Linked DNA regions of Sus scrofa: region 2 is linked to region 1. Evidence: chromatin contacts called from public promoter capture Hi-C data. All regions are on one chromosome and are shown on one strand. The core of a region is the stretch at or near the end of the contact, and the rest is flanking DNA. Distances in the headings are between cores, read along the strand shown. Region 1 holds the start of WDFY3 (WD repeat and FYVE domain-containing protein 3). Region 2 holds the start of ABRAXAS1 (BRCA1-A complex subunit Abraxas).

Region 1 (3,348 bases), core at 594-3,093:
CCCTGCCCTTGCTCAGTGGGTTAAGGATCTGGCGTTGCCATGAGCTGTGGTGTGGGTCACAGATGTGGCTCAGATCTCGCATAGCTGTGGCTCTGGTGTAGGCCGGTGGCTACAGCTTCAATTCGACCCCTAGCCTGGGAAACTCCATACGCCATGGGAGAGGCCCAAGAAATGGCAAAAAGACAAAAAATAAATAAATAAATAAATAAAAGAATCGTCAAAGTAGAGAATCCAAGTGATATTGCAATATTACCCTGCCATTTACTCCTTTTAAAAACAGATTTTGCAAGTAGGACCAGAATCATGTTTCTAACTCATATCTCCTTTTTGCACAAATTTTAAATTAGAAACATTTTTTTACATGAATTGATTTCAACTCTGAAAAACACACTCCTAGGAGAAAACTATATTTCTACCAACCTGAGAATGAAGGTTCAGGGTGTAACATGCACCACTAATGCTCAAATATCATAAGAAGAGTCTTCAAGTAGGTCCAGCGCAATATGTATTTTTAAATATATTTTTTTAAAAAAACATACCAAACTAATTTCTATGCTTAGAGTTTATTAAAGTTTTATTTTTCTTCTTAAGCAAGACATATTTTTCTAAACCTATGCACTACTACCATATCTAGTTGCTGGGTTTTTTTTAATCAACATATTACTGGGTCTGTCTTGTGTTATTTGTTACACCGTCTGATGGTGGAAACTGTTCCAAACCTGCTATCAAAGAATTCCAACCTGCAAATATTCTGCTATCTAGACGCAAAACGTTTTCTCTTTTTTAATTGTTTGGTTTTCAGACTACAATAACCACTTGGCACTAACCAACTCAAGCCGTTACGGGAAAAAAAAAAAAAAAAAAAAAAAAAACACAAAACAGTTTTTTGTAAAAGCATTAACACCATTTTCCCACAGGAAACAATCATTTTTTAAGGCACTGGAAGTCGAAGCAAGGGTTCCCATACATAGTAAACATCCTTTCAATTGGTTTTATCAGATAATTTCCGTGAAAGGGAGACCTTATGAGAAATCTCACAATTCGATAGTAAAAAAAAAAATCAAGAAACGCTACACCTGAGGATCAAACCCCGGACCGAATGGCTTTTGGTCGGAAAGGTCACATCTGCTGTTTACACCCCCGGTAACCGTGAATGCTTGCGAGGCCACCACATCCTCGTGCAAGGGAATAAAAGAGCAAACACTCTCCGCAGGAGCATCTCTGGGTTGCTTCCACAAACCCAGGTTTCCAGCGCAGGGCGTGGGGCGGGGGGGGAAGCAGGGCTCGGGAATCAGCCCGGGGAGGCCCGCAGCCGCGGAGACAGCGCCCGAGGGATGGAGGCCTCGCTCGGCTGCGCCGCGGGCGGGGGGCTCTGGGACCCGAGACCCCGCGGGGTCTGGCGGAGAGGCCCGCACGGGACCCTGATGCCCGGATCGCCTGGTTACGCCCCCACTGCTCGCAGCAGGAGGGAGCGTCCGGCCCTCCGCTCCCCCACCCCCCGAAACACCCCAGCGTCGCTCCCCATCGCCCGCAGCCCTTGACCCTGACCCCGACCCGACCGCGACAGCGCCCTCTCCAGGCCGCGGTGGAGGACACAGGCCAGGCCGCCCTCCCCGGAGGCGGCGGCGGCGGCTCCCGGGCAGCGCGGTCCCGGGGGAGGACGGCAGCTGGGCCTCGGCCTGTCCCCAGGGGCAGCGGGCGCAGGGCCGCGAGTGGGCAGCGCCTCCGCCCTGCCCGAACAAAGCGGCCGCGGCGCGCCGGGCGCGGGGCTGGCCGGGGGGCCGGGGGCCGGGGGCCGGGGGCGCGCGGGCCGGGGGCACTCACCGGAGGGCGGGGGGGCGCGGGCGGGCCTGGCCGGGCGGGCGGACCGCGGCCGGCCGGGCTCCACGCCGGGGGCGCGCTGGCCTCGGGGAGGGGGCGGCGGGCGCGGCGTCCACGGCGGGGCCCGGGAGCCCCGCTGCGGGGGCCCGGGCTTCGGGCCGGGATCGATGCTGCGGCCGCGGGGTGCGGGAGCCGGTCGGCCGGGGCCCGGCCGCGGCGCTAGGCGGCCGGAGCAGCGACGCCGCCGCCTCTCCCTTCTCCGGCCCGGCTCCCTGCTCGCCCGCGTCCTCCTCCTCGCTGGGTCCCCGCCGCCGCCGCCGCCTCAGCCTCGGCGCTGCTCGGGCCTCTGCTCTCCATCAAGGCCGGGCCGCCGCGCGGGCAGCATCCCGGCCAGTGCGGGGCTGCCGCCGTCTCCCGCAGCTGTCGGTGGCCATCTTTAATCCTCCTCCTCCTCCTGCCGCTGCTGCTGCTCCTCCCGCTTTCTCCTCCTCCCGCGGGCCGCCTGACTGACTGGCTCTGGATCCTCCTCTTTCCCCGCCCGCTCCTCCTACCGCGCCGGCCGCAGAAATTGCAACCGCTCTTCCTCTTAACCCTCCGGCCTTTCCTTCCTCTTTCCCGACTTCCTTCCCTGCCCTCGGCTTCCCGCTTTCCCCTCTGTCCTACGAGCCGGTCCACCCGCTTCTGCAGGCAGCGGGCGCTCGATGCTCTGAGCCAGAGGCGAGCCCCCGTGCCCTCTTGTCCCTGGCCCGCTTCCCTGCCCGAGGCACACGCCCCGGCTTGCTTCCTTCTGCTGGTCCTGCCCTCAGCTGCTCCCGTTTTCCTCTCGTCCCGCGGTGCTGGGTTCCACTGCCTCCGAAGACTCAGCTGGGAGAACACCTGCGCTCCGCCCTCCTCAAGCCCGCGCCCATTTGCGGGAGGGTCAGACCGCGGTGGAGGGAGCGGGGCTGCTTCAAGTTGCTCCTCCGGCTGGTGTACAGAAGGACTGCCCACGCTCGCGGTTGTACTGCGCACCTTTGAAACTCCTGGCTGGTGTCGTGTTTGGCTCTGACCCGACAAAGAACCGAGGGGTTGAAGAGCCCAGTCTCGGTTGCCTTCTCTCCGTGACCTTGAACTGGCCGCCTTTTTTTTTTTTTTTTTTTCTCCTTCATGTAAATGGCATTATTTATACCTTGGCAGTCCTAACTCACACAGTATCTAGACCCAGTTAGCACGCTTTGGTAACCTAGAACTGCTCAGTGATCCTCAGTTTGCCCCTCTGGTGTTCGTTCCAAATCAACCCAGCGGACAATCGGGAGCATGCTTTAGTTCTGGCAATGGAGGCAAACTGAGTCAGCAGTTACGAGGTGGACTCCCTTAAACAGGCTTAGAGTGGGGAAGTGGTAATATCATCATTCTAATGACAAACATGTTTTCCCTAACGCTGCAATCTACAGAGGTCTGTGGATTTCCTCTAATAAAGATGAAGCAAGCTAGACTTGTTGTTTGCTCCTTTTTAGCCACTTGGTCTTTGGCAAAGGGACCCATTTG
Region 2 (3,794 bases), core at 65-2,564, 1.3 Mb before region 1:
GCATCACCATGAGCTGTGGTGCAGGTCGCAGACCAGCGAGGATCCCGTGTTGTTGTGACTGTGGCGTAGGCCAGGAGCTACAGATCCGTTTTGACCCTAGCGTGGGAGCCTCCAAACGTCAAGGGTGCAGCCCTAAAAAAAAAAAGAAAAAAAAAAAGATAGAAAAATGTAAAAACAAAAGCTTTAAAAAATAAGCACTGTGGTTTTTTTGTTTTGTTTTGTTTTTGTCTTTTTGATATTTCTTGGGCCGCTCCCGCGGCATATGGAGGTTCCCAGGCTAGGGGTCTAATCGGAGCCGTAGCCACCGGCCTACGCCAGAGCCACAGCAATGCGGGGTCCCAGCCGCGTCTGCAACCTACACCACAGCTCATGGCAACGCCGCATCCTTAACCCACTGAGCAAGGGCAGAGATCAAACCCGCAACCTCATGGTTCCTAGTCGGATTCGTTAACCACCGCGCCACGACGGGAACTCCCAGCACTGTGTTTTTAAAAAGTCCTTCACTACTTCATCCAGAGGTTTTGAACGGGCAAAAGGAATAAGCATTTAAATACCTAATATGTGAAGACAAACTTAAATACTTAAATTTTAACGGAAAGCATCTCACAAGGAACTAGCTGAGGCCTCACAATATAACACATTTGCTATCAATGCCAACAAAAGTCAAAGATACCCTCTAAGCACGTTAATCTTTTTCATCTAAGACTTCTCCCCAAATAGCCACTGGATGCACCGCTTCTCATTCCCTTACCCGCCGACCCTTTCAACAAACGTGCACAGTAGCTGTTCTGCAGGAAAAAAACAAGAGTGGTGGGAAAACCCCTGGGGGTCTTAGGAGAGCGTTAACCCGCACCCTTCCCGGCGGGGCACAGGACCCCCGCGACCTCTCTCTTCCTCCTCCACCGAGTGAGTCCCGACAAGGCGAGCTGCGGCAGGAGAGCAAGGGGGCGTGCGGGACGCTGCGGTCGGGCGCGGAAATGAACGCCGGCGACCAGAGGAAGGGTCAGAGGGCGGGCGGCAGCTCCGGGGCCGCCCAGGGGCTGAGAGGGCGGCTCGGGGGGCAGAGGGCCGGCCCGTCGCCGTCGTCGGGGAGCCCGCGGGCGGGACCCGGGCCAAGGCGGCCACGAGGGGCCCGCGCGCAGGGCCTCTTCCGAGGCGACTGCAGCTCCCGCCCCGCCGCTCGGCTCACCGTGTCCGAGTCGGTGTTGAGGTGCTGGAAGGCGAGAGCGCCGAGCACAAAACCAGAGAGCACCGCCGACGTGCTCTCCCCCTCCATGTTGCCGCCGCCGCCGCCGCGCTGCTCAAGGGGGCGGGGCGGAGGCGGGGCCTGAAGAGCGGGGGCCGCGGCCGCGCGACAATGGGGCGGGGCCAGCCGAGGGGGCGGGGCCTGCGCCCGCGCACTGGCGAGGGCGCGGGCGAGGCGGCGCGGGCGCCCTCTGGTGGGTGAGGCGCTGCGCAGCGCTGCGACGAGCCTTCAGGCGTCGGGGCGTCTCCGCCCAGGGCGACGGCCAGCGCTTCGGCGGTTCGCTGCCCCCTGAGGGAGCCTGTCATATATACAAAACGGAAAAAGGGAACAGTGCTGGCAGCATAGAAGCGTTGTTTAGTGACATAATATCACGGTGGAAATGCCACTTTGTGGTTTTCCAAGTGCCAGATGCTCCCCTTCACCCGTAGAAACTTCTGGAATACTAACGACGGCCTCGGAGGACGGCGCTTCCGGAGCCTCCCGTGATGTCCACCCCGCCGAGCGCAGGCGGGGAGCGCGTTTCTGTGAGTGTTTTCCTGCTTTTAGAGAATTGACTCACGGACTTGTTGACGGAAGAACACGCAGATGGTTAACCTCGTTCTGACGGTTTAATGTTGGGTGTAAAGACTGTTCCCGCTCCCAGGGTGAAAGCGTGGAGGGAGTGGGGGACCGAGGCTTGGCCATTTCCCACACACGATTCTAAAGTACGGATGTTATTTTGTTTTTATTTGCTTTTTAGGGCCTCGCGCACGCGTACGGAAGTCCCCAGGCTCCGGGTTGAATCCGAGCTGCAGCTGCCGGCCGACGCCACAGCCACAGCGGTGAGGGTCCTTAACCCACCGGGCAGGGCCGCTCGGCTGCTAGGCAGGTTCGTCGCTGCTGAGCCATAGCAGGAGCTCCCAAACCTGTGGTTTGCTTTTTTTTTTTTTTTGTCTTTTTGCCTTTTCTAGGGCCGCTCCTGCGGCATATGGAGGTTCCCAGGCTAGGGGTCAGATAGGAGCTGTAGCCGCCGGCCTACACCACGGCCACAGCAACTCGGGATGGAGCTGCATCTGCGACCTACCCCACAGCTCACCGCAACGCTGGATCCTTAACCCACTGAGCAAGGCCAGGGGTTGAACCTGCAACCTCATGTTCCTAGTCGGATTCGTTAACCGCTGCACCAGGATGGGAACTCCCCAAACCTGTGGTTTTTAAACGAAAGTCAGCAAACTATCAGACTAACCCGAACTGCTGCTGAATTGGATTAATATCAGACCACTAAAGTGAATTAATAGTGCATACTTCTGAGTTTTGTTGTGCAGCAGCCATATTTGACTAACACGTTGAAGACATACGTATAGTGTTAAAAATTATGTATTTATTCCCAAAAAGTGTTTCTTGCTGTCATTTCTGCAAAAATTCTATTAATATGAAAAGATTGTCATGTAATTTGTATTTTGCAGATAGTAATGATCTAGAGTTCCCTGACGGCTCAGTGAGTTAAGGATCTGGGATTGTCACTGCTGGGGCTTGGGTCACTGCTGTTATGGGGCTTCATCCCTATCCCAGGAATCTTCTGAGTGCTGTGGGTGTGACAAAAAAAAGAAAGAAAGAAAAACTATACTAATGATCTAAAGGATTAAAAAATAAAATGTAATGTATTCCAGGCCACCAGAAGTAAATTCTCACATAAAAGGGCAAATGATTTTTAACGTGGTTGCCAAGGCCATTCACTAGGGAAAGGACAGGCTTTTCAACAAATGTAAAAGAATGAAGTTGGACCCTTACCTTACAAAATCAATCAGCTCAAAATAGATGAAAGACCTAAATGTAAGATCTAAAGCTGTGAAACTCCTGGAAGGTAGCATGAAGAAAAGCTTCATGACATTGAATTTGGCAGTGATTTCTTCCATGTGACACCAATGACATAGACAGAAAAAAAAATAGATAAATTTTACTTCATTAAATTTAAAACTTTTGGGAGTTCCCGTTATGGCGCAGTGGCTAACAAATCCGACTGGGAACCATGAGGTTGCAGATTCGATCCCTGCCCTTGCTCAGTGGGTTAAGGATCCGGCGTTGCCATGAGCTGTGGTGTAGGTCTCAGACGCGACTCGGGTCCCGCGTCACTGTGGCTGTGGCGTAGGCCAGCGGCTACAGCTCCGATTCGACCCCTAGCCTGGGAACCTCCATATGTTGCAGGAGCGGCCCCAGAAAAGGCAAAAAGACCAAAAAAAAAAGTAAAACTTTTGTCCATTAAAGGACACTAGCAAGAGAGTGAAAAGGCAGAGTTCTTGTCATGGCGCAGCAGAAACAAATCTAACTAGCATCCATGAGGATGCAGGTTTGATCTCTGGCGTCACTCGGTGGGTTAAGGATCTGGTGTTGCTGTGAACTGTAGGTCGAAGATGTGGCCTGGATCTGACGTTGCTGTGGCACTACAGCTCCGAAGCAACCCCTAGCTTGGGAACTTCCATATGCCAAGCGTGTGGCCCAAAAAAGATGGGGGGGGGGGAAGAGAGTGAAAAGACAACCCACAAAATGCACAAAAAGGGAGAAATATTTG

The links. Promoter capture Hi-C pulls out the DNA fragments that hold promoters and counts their contacts.
Region 2: a promoter capture Hi-C map of liver shows a contact between it and region 1, with 5 times the contacts expected there. The contact joins the promoter of ABRAXAS1 here to the promoter of WDFY3 in region 1. A contact is called at or near these places in 1 of 5 promoter capture datasets (liver) and 1 of 47 Hi-C or Micro-C datasets (embryonic fibroblasts).

What each region holds. Positions count from the first base shown.
Region 1 is chr8:133,664,080-133,667,427 of Sscrofa11.1, reverse strand. It overlaps WDFY3 (WD repeat and FYVE domain-containing protein 3), which reads right to left and starts at 1,843. Exons shown (of 68, transcript XM_021101795.1): 1 at 1,825-1,843.
Region 2 is chr8:134,999,817-135,003,610 of Sscrofa11.1, reverse strand. ABRAXAS1 (BRCA1-A complex subunit Abraxas) reads right to left here and starts at 1,314. Exons shown (of 8, transcript XM_005656571.3): 1 at 1,190-1,314. The coding sequence starts at 1,276. It overlaps GPAT3 (glycerol-3-phosphate acyltransferase 3), which reads left to right and starts at 1,471. Exons shown (of 13, transcript XM_003129347.5): 1 at 1,471-1,770.